Regions from separate parts of the Mus musculus genome. Here region 2 is linked to region 1. Evidence: chromatin contacts called from public HiChIP or PLAC-seq data. All regions are on one chromosome and are shown on one strand. Each heading gives the region's core, a stretch centred on a gene start, on an enhancer-like site or on the middle of the called end of the contact. The rest is flanking DNA. Distances are from core to core; before and after follow the strand shown.

Evidence for each region. HiChIP or PLAC-seq counts read pairs in DNA pulled down with a chosen protein or histone mark.
Region 2: a contact with region 1 is called in a FOXA1 HiChIP or PLAC-seq map of pancreatic cancer cells. The contact joins two enhancer-like sites. A contact is called at or near these places in 1 of 115 datasets of contacts at active chromatin or transcription factors (pancreatic cancer cells) and 1 of 9 other capture datasets (adipose tissue).

Annotation. Positions count from the first base shown.
Region 1 is chr5:92,280,813-92,286,069 of GRCm38.p6, reverse strand. Sdad1 (SDA1 domain containing 1) reads left to right here. Exons shown (of 22, transcript NM_172713.2): 22 at 1-2,060. Among named protein-coding and RNA genes, the nearest start is that of Naaa, 5.3 kb to the right of the region's middle. Within about 2 kb of position 2,744, at least 55 of the 459 cell types and tissues checked have an H3K27ac peak or open chromatin away from gene starts, as enhancers often do. A contact at or near this core is called in pancreatic cancer cells, where this site is marked.
Region 2 is chr5:92,822,201-92,827,457 of GRCm38.p6, reverse strand. The region is part of intron 2 of Shroom3 (shroom family member 3); the gene reads right to left. Among named protein-coding and RNA genes, the nearest start is that of Mir1961, 36 kb to the right of the region's middle. Within about 2 kb of position 2,642, at least 42 of the 459 cell types and tissues checked have an H3K27ac peak or open chromatin away from gene starts, as enhancers often do. A contact at or near this core is called in pancreatic cancer cells, where this site is marked.

The DNA.
Region 1 (5,257 bases), core at 1,495-3,994:
TGCTGTTGGGGTTTGTTTTCCTTTCTTTCCTGTGCGGGAGGCGAGCCCTGGGCCCTCTTGCTCACCCTGAGCAGGTTCTCCCTGGGCTTCACCCCACCCCTGAGTGCCTACTCTTCACATGGTTTGATCAGTTCCCGTGCCTTGTTCTCAACCAAAGCTACAGGTGGTTAGTAGTCAGATGGGTGTGTACCGCGGTGTGTGCTGCTGTTGCCACACGTGAATGCATTGCAGGACCCAGTCTGCATGCAGGCTGCTGGCTTTAGAAGCAGTTTGATGCCTTTTGCCTCAGACTTCCTAGGTGCTATTGTCATGAGAACAGGTTTGATGTTCACGTTAGAGGAAGGGCAGTCTCTGCCCCTGGGCTGGAGAGCAACTGCTGCTGGTTGCCTTCCTCTCCATCGATGGCTCTGTTCAGCTTCTGAGGTCGACTTGGGTTTATTTGTCCCTTGCTTTCCCCAACGGTGCCCAGGTCACTGTAGGGGACTGCCCGTCAGCCTCACCCAGCACTGCTGTGGAGGAAGTTTCTGGTGCCTATCTGTGTGTGTGAGACCTGAAGCCGTCCCTTGGCCTTCTTCCTGTGTTCCTCACGGGTGTGTGCTCAGGAACCAGCTCTGAGCAGCCGGAGCTCTGAAAGCAGCTGGAGCTCCCAGCCCCTGGGACTTCAGGCACACAGTACCAAGGCCAGTTCTAGGCTGCTGGGTCATACCCAGGGATTGGCATAGAAATCCAGAATGCCAGCATGCCACATGCATGGCATTAGCAAAGTTCACAGGACGCTCTCGCCTGTTCCCTGCAGCATCTCTGGTGCTAGCTAAGGGTCTCCTATGATGTAGAGGGCACAGCAGCTGTTTGAACATGAGGATTAACCCCAGCCTGCCACGGTTTCCATCTGTAAATGTTAGACCACCTACCTCTCTTTTAGTAAATTGTGTTTTGGGAGGGTTTTTGTTGTTGTTGTTTTCCTTATAGTTGCTATGTTTATTTTAACCATCCAACCCAATGTTTAGGCAGCTAGTGTAAAGCCCATATTGAATATCCATTGTGTATAAAGCACTGCTAGATGTTTGTGTCATGTTGAAACTTATTCCCAATGCGTGTGGTAGGCAGGACCGCACTGTAGAAAACAGTTCCTAAGTCCGGTGGCTACTGGAATAGTTTTTAAATGTTACAGTTAATGCAAATTTTGTTTTTTGAAAATGTATAATGTATATAGAGTATTACATTGAAATTTCAGTTTAAAATGTATAATGTTTGTAGAGTATTACGTTGAAATTTCAGTTTAAAACGTTTAATTGTTCTGAGTGTCCTGTTTAAGCTCTTCTAGGTGACATATTTTTAAACTCTCTCTAGATGATGTTTTCTCCCAAATAGTACCCTCTCGTTCCTTACATGGTTTGGAGTGTATTTCTCGAGATTTAGGGAGGCTTTACCAGGTATGGGGACACACACCTGTAACCCCAGCACTTGGGAGAATGAGGCAGGCAGTGGGGTGCTCTGGGTTGAGACCACATAGCAAGAGAGCAAAACCCTGTCTGGGGGCTTGGGGGTGGGGTGAGGATATGAAATGGGGGAAGAGTAGAGAGAGCTTGACCAAAAGAAGAAAGCTTGCAGCAGCTGGAACTCTGGGTCAGGTCAGAGCTCCGGGATTAAGCCTTTCCTGTCGTCTCTGCTTCTCACCCATGTGAAGATACAAAGGAAAGCGGAGAGCACAGCAGCTTCAGCCACAGTCAACAGCACAACTCCTCTTCCTATAAGGCTGTCTGTGTCATTTTCTCCTGCAGATTCTGCTTGTGTGTTTTGACCATCTCATCTCAGTGTATAAGTAGCTAAAGTTTGAAAAGGATTTGTAGCATAATTCAGTGTACATGTAGGTAATTATAAAAAAATCCAGAAAATGTGCCAAATATTAGGGGGTGGGAGTTGGTGCTGGGATCATGTGTAAGGTGTATTTTCTTTCTACTTTCTGAGTCTTTCACGGTGTATATGTTTTTACTTAATGTCATTGTGTAAGAAACCAAAAAGTAAAAGTGAGGTGAGAAATAAAGGTCTGTGGCAAATCGTCCTTGTGAAATCTCTCCATAATTAGAAGGAGCAGCATCCTTCCCATCCCCCCACCCACACTGGCGAATGATGTCAGGATCAAGCCAAGGCCCCTCATGATGTGGGGCAAGTGAGCTACTACCAAGCTATACTTCAGACTAGACAGACCTGTGCTGTCAGCCCCAAGGCACTGTGGGCTTTAAGCGTTCTCCCCTTCCTCATTCTTTCCCTGGCTTCCCAGTGTCTAGAAAGATCCTATAAGACCCTGTCTGAGCCCTGCCAGCAATACTCAATGTTGTCAGAAGGACCATTAACCAGGGGCTGGAGAGCTGGATCAGTCTTTGTGACCCAGTGCCCTGTTTAAGGGCACCAGGCACGCATGTGGAGAAATACACATGCAGGCAAAACACCCTACACATTTAAAAAATCCTTTAAAAGTACCATTAACATGTTTAAAAAAAAAAAAAAAAAACTGGCTTACAGTTTGCACAAGAGTCTAAAGAAGAAAACCATAAACGTCAGCTCAAAGAAATCCCAAGTAGGCAAGAGCTGCAGTTTGTTTTGAGCTACAATATGAAAACATACATCTGTGGTCGTTTCCCTGCAGGTAACAGTGCATTTTAAATATCCTAACCAAACAAGAGCTTGTCTCCCATAAGTCTAGGTGTGGACAGATAACAAACTGCTTTGTCACCCTTGGACTTGAGATGTGGGTGTGGTGTGGCTGTGGTTGGCTCATTTCACATCCAGTTTTCATCTGAGTGCATTGTGCTGATTATTCTTAAGCCTCAACTTTCAACTCCTTTTCCTAGGAAAACAGTCCACAGAATCCCTCCTGCAGCCTACCAGAGTGATACATGGCCACTCTTCCTACGAGAAGGTGGGAAGTCGGGCTCTTGACCTCTGACTGCACAGTCATTCCAAGAGAACTGGGCTGCTTTCTAGCTAGGAGGACGTACATGGAACATGATTGGCGTCTGCCACAGCTTGTTAAATGACAGGAATAGATACAGCATCTCTAAACTATGGACAATATTGCGCACTCTAGTTAGGTGGAGTACTGGTTACATTCTTTTTGCTGTGATCAAATATCCGGGGAGAAGCAACTTAGGAAAAACTCACTTTGACTCCCAGTGTGAAGGGATACAACCTTTGTAGAGAGAGGCATGGCAGAAGGCAACTCCCTGGAGCCAGTGTGTGACTAAGGCTCCTCATCTCCACAGCCAGAAGCCAGAGCAAATGCCTGAAGCCCTCATTGGACCTCAGCCCAGGTCCCCCTGGCCAGCCTCCAGTTCCTAAAGTTCTGAACTCCAAAACCACCACTGCCAGCTCGTGAGGCTGTGGGGAACATTTGGTGCCCAGGTAACAATTGTTAGTGAACGTTATTTTAAGCTAAGAGGCAAGGCGGGATGTGTGGTGCCCACCTATAATCCCAGTACTCATGAGGCTGAGGTTGAAGGGATAGAGAATTTAAAGGTCAGCCTGGGCTACACACACCCTGTCTTAAAACATATACAGGAGATATAAACACTAGTAATGTAAGGGGGGGGTGTTTTTAAAGCAGCATATCTTTATATAGTATATGCAATATATTTAAATGTGTGGGACAGTAGACCGTGCCAGGACACTTGGTAAGGTTGAATGGGTCTGAGACCCCAGCACACAGGCATCCGCCTGAGATGATAGGCCATCTCCCTGCTCCCTACCAGGTTCCTGGCCCGGAACACACGCTACACTGGAATGTGTAGGAAACGTGACCTGTGGTCACAGAGTTCTCCGTGCTAATGAGGTATCTAGAGGTCCCGAGTGTTAAGCCAGTAAGCTTCCCTTCCTGGACATTCCTTCCTGCAAAAGGTATTTAGTCTCGGGTTCACCCTGAGAAGGTGGTATGCACCCATTTTCCACGATGAGCAGTCAATAAATGGTATGGATAAAGATGGAGCATGGAGAAAGCCTTTGACTGTGAGCTACAGCCTAAGTCTCCAGTAAAAGGCATCTCTGTGATCCCAGGCCAAGCTAAGGACAATCACCAAGGAACTAAGCCGGAGTTCTCACCCCCACCCACCCCTCCCAGGGCTCATTGGCCTCAGCCCCAGGACCCCTAACTCTGTCACTCCCCCACCCCCTCGTGGCCCAGTAGCACCTGAATGTCCAGGAGTTTGGAAGCTCCTGGTCCTAGGCTCTTCATTGCATTCTTGACTCTTCTGTGTGGTTTTCCAGCAGTGACTGGGTGCCTGGGAGTCAGGGAACCCCAGCCTTGGCCTCCCACATTTAGACTGCTTTTTCCCACCCCATGAGCAGTGTCTTGGCACTTCACCCTAGCGATGGGCCCACATAAATACATATATATGTAAATATATATATTCTATATATATATTAGATACTGCAGCTTTTTGTATTAGTCTCTAAAATTGGAATGTGTCTAATTTTTTTGCATCCATATGACATTATTAGCATATTGTTCTTGCTTGCACATTCACAAACTCAGTCTCAGATCTTCAGTTGTCACCTGTTAATATCACACAGGCATTAGCATCCAACCTTAGAGAATGGGGCTTAGTAGCTGGTAAGAAAATACAAGAAAAAATGATAAAACATTTTAAGCTATTGTCATAACAGACATAAAAGTACAAGTCCCAGGGTTGAGTATCTGAGCTTAGTGGGTAGAATGCTTCTGTAGCATATACAAACCCCTGGTTTCAGTTCCCAATACCACACAAGGGCTGGCATGGTTATACACTCCCATGTTCCCAGTACCTCACAGCAAGCCTGAAGGCTGCCTGGGGTACACAAGACCCCACTCAAAAAAAGTGTCACAACACTAAGGACACTTAAACTTAGCAAACTTTACAACCACATCACGGTATACACTAAGCAGGGAGCATGCAGTGTGGAGCCACAAGTAGTGAACTCCTAGATGCTGTTGGGTGCTGGACAGTCAGTGGTATGCATTTGGCAACTTGCTACCCTGGTGATGGAAGGCAGAAGCTCCGGAGTATAGACTGTAAATTCATAGCCTGCTCCGTCTATGAAGCAAGTTCCAGGTAGTATGGCTCTGTCTCGAAAGCAGAATTCCAAGGTGCAGTATATGTGTCCACCAATGCACACATGGAATCTCTGAGAAAGTCTTTCACTGAAACTGAAGCTCACTGATTGGCTAGGCCAGCCTGCTAATGGTCCCTGAAATCCACCTGTCTCTCCCTCACCTGCCACCCCA
Region 2 (5,257 bases), core at 1,393-3,892, 540 kb before region 1:
CCTTGATTGCACGGAACCTAAGTTCACTAACTTCGTTTTTTGCTTTGATCAGTTCAAACAGTGGCCTCCCATAAACCGTTTTACAAGCCCACACCCTCTGGCTTTATTTCCTTGGAAAGGAAACAAGACTCTGAATCTACCCTGCCCAATTCTCTCCTTTCCTTTTCTGATAGCTGCAGCTTCACTGATGTGGCCCAGGCTGGCCGGGAACTTGAGATTTTTCTACCTTGGTTCCTTAATTAAAGAACATGTCCCATTTAATCTGTTCACTTCTAACAGATTTCTGTAATACACAATACCTTTATGTTGTAATAAAAGCTATGAACCTTACCCCTATTCCCCCACAAAGATTATTTGCTATAATTAAATTTCATCTTGGCTACTATGCACTGATATGGCCCACTAATGAAGAACGAGGCCAGGGTATCTCTCAGAAGTGAAGCAAAACTCTTCTACAGGAAACTAGACCATGAAAATTAACCTATGGCTGCAACACATGCATATTCTTAGTTTCTCCACAAAGACAAATGCACGGCAAAGGTTCACTGTGTGCTCTGTGAGACAGAAAGCCTAAAGGAAAAACACTGACTAGCTAACATTGCTTTCCTGTTTTGAGGTAAGCTGATATTGACAGGGCTTAATAATATTCTTCCACCTAGCCCTTAAATTCCCTTTCCCTATCATGGATAGACTTCATCACATGGGTTGGGATGGTAGATGCTCAATAAATGACTTGCAAGTTCAGTCGAGGGAAAGAGGGAAGAAAGGAAGAAAGCAGGCTGTGGCAGTTGCCCCTGGCTGGCTTCAGGCTTGGCAGGTATTTGAAAAACCAACTTTTCCTTTCCATGGAGGACTGTTGAAATGTGCAGGAACTTCCTGTTGGGGGCTCTCCTCTGCTGCATTTCCTGATGGGGGCTCTCCTCTGCTGCATTTCCTGATGGGGGCTCTCCTCTGCTTCCTCAGCACCAAGCATTGGCTGTGTGCACAGGGCACTAATGAGAACACAGGAGGAGGATCTGGGCCAATCTTTTCTCCCTACAGTCTCCCCAGCACCTGACTTGACCTGTCGGATAACTAGAGAGCTAGATATGAAGAAACTAAACCTGGGAGGGGTAAGAAAACTTCCCCATACAGCCTGGGGAAAATAATTTCAACTATCAGAAAGCAACGGGAGCTACTTTCTCACCAAAAGAGACTTTGTGTGTATGTTATATGTGTGTGTGTGTGTGTGTGTGTGTGTGTGTGTGTGTATGTGTCTGTATGTTATGTACATGGTGTATGTGAGTGTGGTGTGTGAGGAATATGTGGTATATGTGAATGTAGTATATGAGTGTGTGGATTATGTGTTTGTCTATGTGTGTGTGGTGTATATGTGAATGTGTATATGTGTGTGTATGAGTGTGTATGTATGATGTGCATGGTGTGTGTGGGTATGATTGTGGGTGTGTATGGTGTGGTGTGTGTATGTATGTGGTGTATGTGTGTATGAGTGTGGGGGAGAATGTGTGTATATGTGTGTGAGTATGTGTGTGGTATTATATGTGGGGTACGGTGTGTGTATGTATGTGTGGTGTGTGTGGTATGTATGTGGATGAGTGTGTGGGGGTATGGTAAAGCATTCTACCATAAAATCCTAACACCCCAGATCCTAAGAGCCTTTATCTTGGAATGTTTTCAGCAGCCAGACACCTGCCCACGAGCATCTAGAAGCCTGATTGTCCCCCTCCACACAGCTGCAACAAGCATAAAGCTTTACAGACCATGTTCAGTGTCCCCTCAGCAAAATCCCCTTTAATTGAAAACTACTGACTTAAGCTCTTCCCTGCTGCCTAATTTCCCATTCTTGTACAGCGAACAATTAGAGTTCACTAATTTTGAATTTTCTCCCTTCTTTTCCAAGGACAAAGTAGATTTACAGTAACATAAATATACAGTTTCCCAGTTCCCACTCTTTGATCCTCATGTCTGCTTCAGTGACAGCCAAAACTAATAATTAATATTGGGGTCTGTGGGTACAGCTCAGTGGGAGATCATTTGCATAGCATGCACAAGGTCCCGAGTTCAATTCTCAGCACCCCAAACAAGCAAATGCTTTAATGCTTGCACGTATTTCTCTCTCCCTCTCTGTCTCTGTTCTTCTCTCTCTCCATCCCTCCTTCCTGCTATGGGTCTGTGATGAGGATGTATGAGCTCAGGTGTGCATATACCATAGTACATATGGAGAGGTCAGAGGGCAACTTTGGTTGTCAGTCCTTGCCTTCCTCCTAGTTTGATGCTGGCTCTCTTGGTCATTTGCCTCTGCATATGACAGATTAGTGCTGGCCCCAAATCTTCATGGGAGTCTGGGTTCTGGGGGGGAACTCATGTCCTCACGCTTGGGTGGCACCTCCCCAGCCCTGAGCCTGTGTTATCCCAGTCACTTTAACAATATTACTTCCTGAATTCTCCCTGTTCCCTTTTTCATACGTGAGACAAAAGCACACCAGAGTCTCTTTTCAGTTCCATTAAGCCATAAAAGCATTTCTAGTTTGTAAAAACACAAACAGGAGCCTTTCTAGAAGCATCTCTGTCATACCTACAAGCAATGAAAACTGGCAGGACCCTGAGGGACATTCCAGAGCAGTGACCAAAGTGTATGACAAGGCGGTTTCTTGATAAGAATATTGAAGTGCATTTTCTTGGAGCTATTAACTACGGGCAGCGCAGGCTCGAGTTCACAGGAGTCTGAGTTGACTAATGTTAATTGTTAATGCAGTGTAGCTTCTGTGGCCTCTAATTCTTAGGAAAACACCTTGGTCGTGTGAAAACCAGCTACCATGTTTTTCTGCCTTTCTTCTAGTGGTTTCTGTAGGTTGGAGATTTGCTTTCCCCTACCAACTGTAATCAGTACAGTCTCTCCCAGCCTATATCAGGAGGGAGCATGTGATGTGGGAAACCTGCTCTCTGACTCACGAGTCCTGGGCCAACACAAAGAAGGCTCTATTGTCGCCATCCAGTAGATGTCGGTAGCCCAAAGGCTAAGTGAATGAATCAACAATGCAGACCATACCTTTCTTGATGTCTGAAACTGCTCTTCCTAACAAAAACAGAGACAGCATTACTCATTTGTAGCAAAAACAGGGACGCTGGCAAATGGTTGTAGCTGATGGTGCACGGAGGTGGTGTTCTGCTCAAGACCATCATGATGTGAGCACATGCTGTCAGGAAGGATGCTGCTAGCTAAGTACAGTATCAGACCCAAGATGCTACTCTCTGCAGAAAGCATGGGAAGGGGTCTGGGACACTTTGGATTTAGCATCTGTGTTGAGGTAGGTTCTTCCGGTGTACCCCAGGTTGACCTTGAATTCACACTCTTCCTGTCTCAGCCTTCCCGTGTAGCTGGGATTGGAGGTAGGCATACATCACTGTGCCTCACAACATTGTACTTTTGAGAGATTGGGATGGATTCTGAACAGGAGGATTTTTTTTTCTTTTGTGGGGTACTGGGGCTTGAGCTGGGGTATAGGGCATACTCAGTAGTGTTCTACTTAACCAGACTACATCCCCAGTCTTAGTCTAGGAAGACTAACCAAGGGCAATGAAGCCACTGGGCATTCGGTGTGTCCTACTTCGAATGACCTGGTTTTCTGCTAGGGGTTTTGCTCCACTTGAGCGAAATCCTAACCCAGAAGACAGCTATGATTTCCTTCTATAACAATTGGTCATTCTCTGAAGGGACACAGCGCAAGACCAGTGTGTTTTAACTCCAGTATCAAAGCCCTTGCTTTTAATCTTTAACCACAACACTTACATAAGGAACTTTTATTGTTATTATTCAACAGAGAGAACCTGACCAGACACTGTGTCAGAGTTCTCGGGGTTATCAGTCCTTGCAGGATCACGACAATTTTCCACTGGGCAGCTAACCTGAAAACCCTCGGAGTCACTTTTGTTTCCCCTCACTCAGCCTGTCACCTCATCCCCCTAGGCCACCCTCCAGGGAGTGAATGTGCCACTGCCCCCTCCCCTGAGTCTAAGTCATGCCCCCATCATTTCTCATCCAGATCCATCAATCTCTCTGGTTTAACTCCAGACTCACCCAGTTCAACCAAGACGATGCTAGGCATCAGGAATGTTGCTCAACGATAGTACACTTACCTAGCATGAACAAAGCCCTGGCTGGGTTCATACCCCATCGCCACAAAAACAAAGAACAATAAAAAAAGACATGACAAAATGCGGCCAGTGAGGCCTTTACAAATACAGGTTTGGAGCTGTTTTCTAGTGGTCTTTTCAATCTGTCATTACCTCCATCTTCACACTTTCAGGTCCTGCTTAGTCGCAGGAGAACCCTCATACAGATTCCAGAAAGGACAGCTGCACCCAGACAGGCCTACCCTAGCTCATTTGGAACCTGTGCAAATTAGGAAATGCCACCTTCGAACCAGAAAGCAAAGCCCAGGCTGGACTATAGCAACTACTCCCACTTGCTGGGCAGCTCCACCCTGGTTTTTTTTTTTTTTTTTAAGCACATCTCAGATGAACCTTTTGCCTTTATCCCCCTGCCTTGGGGTTCTCTTCACATGTCTCTCCGCTTTTGAACAACAGTTTAACTTTGTCTAGAAAAATCTCGACTTCCAAATCCAGATTCTAAACCCCTATTTGCATTTCCAAAAACCAAGACAGCCATGCTTCTGTAAGAAGCTTTTACTGGAGCTGGGGAGGTGGCTCAGTGGTTAAGCACACACACCACACCATTCTTTCCAGAGGAAACTGGTTCAGTTTCCAGCATGGACATGCTGGCTCACAACCATCCAAAACCCAGGACCAGGGCATCTGATGCCTGTTTCTTAAATCTGTGGGCCTCAGACATGAATGTGATACACACACACACACACACAGAGAGAGAGAGAGAGAGAGAGAGAGAGAGAGAGAGAGAGAGAGAGAGAGAGAGAGAGAGAGAGAGAGAGAAGAGAGAGAGAGGCAAAACACTCATATATTTAAAATAAATCTTCAAAGAAATTTAAAGAAGATTATTATTATTATTATTATTATTATTACTGGTTTGATGGTATGGGGGAATGAACCCAGGACCTCGTGTGTATTTAAGACATTTTCTATCACTGACCTACATCTCCAGCTTTCAAAGTTCTGGATGTGTGTGTGGTGTGTGTGTGTGTGTTCTTTTTTATGCATGTGTTCATGCGCACATGGGTGCCTATGGATACCAGAGATCAACCTTGTTTAATTTAAAAATTTTTTCTTATTGTTTGTGTGT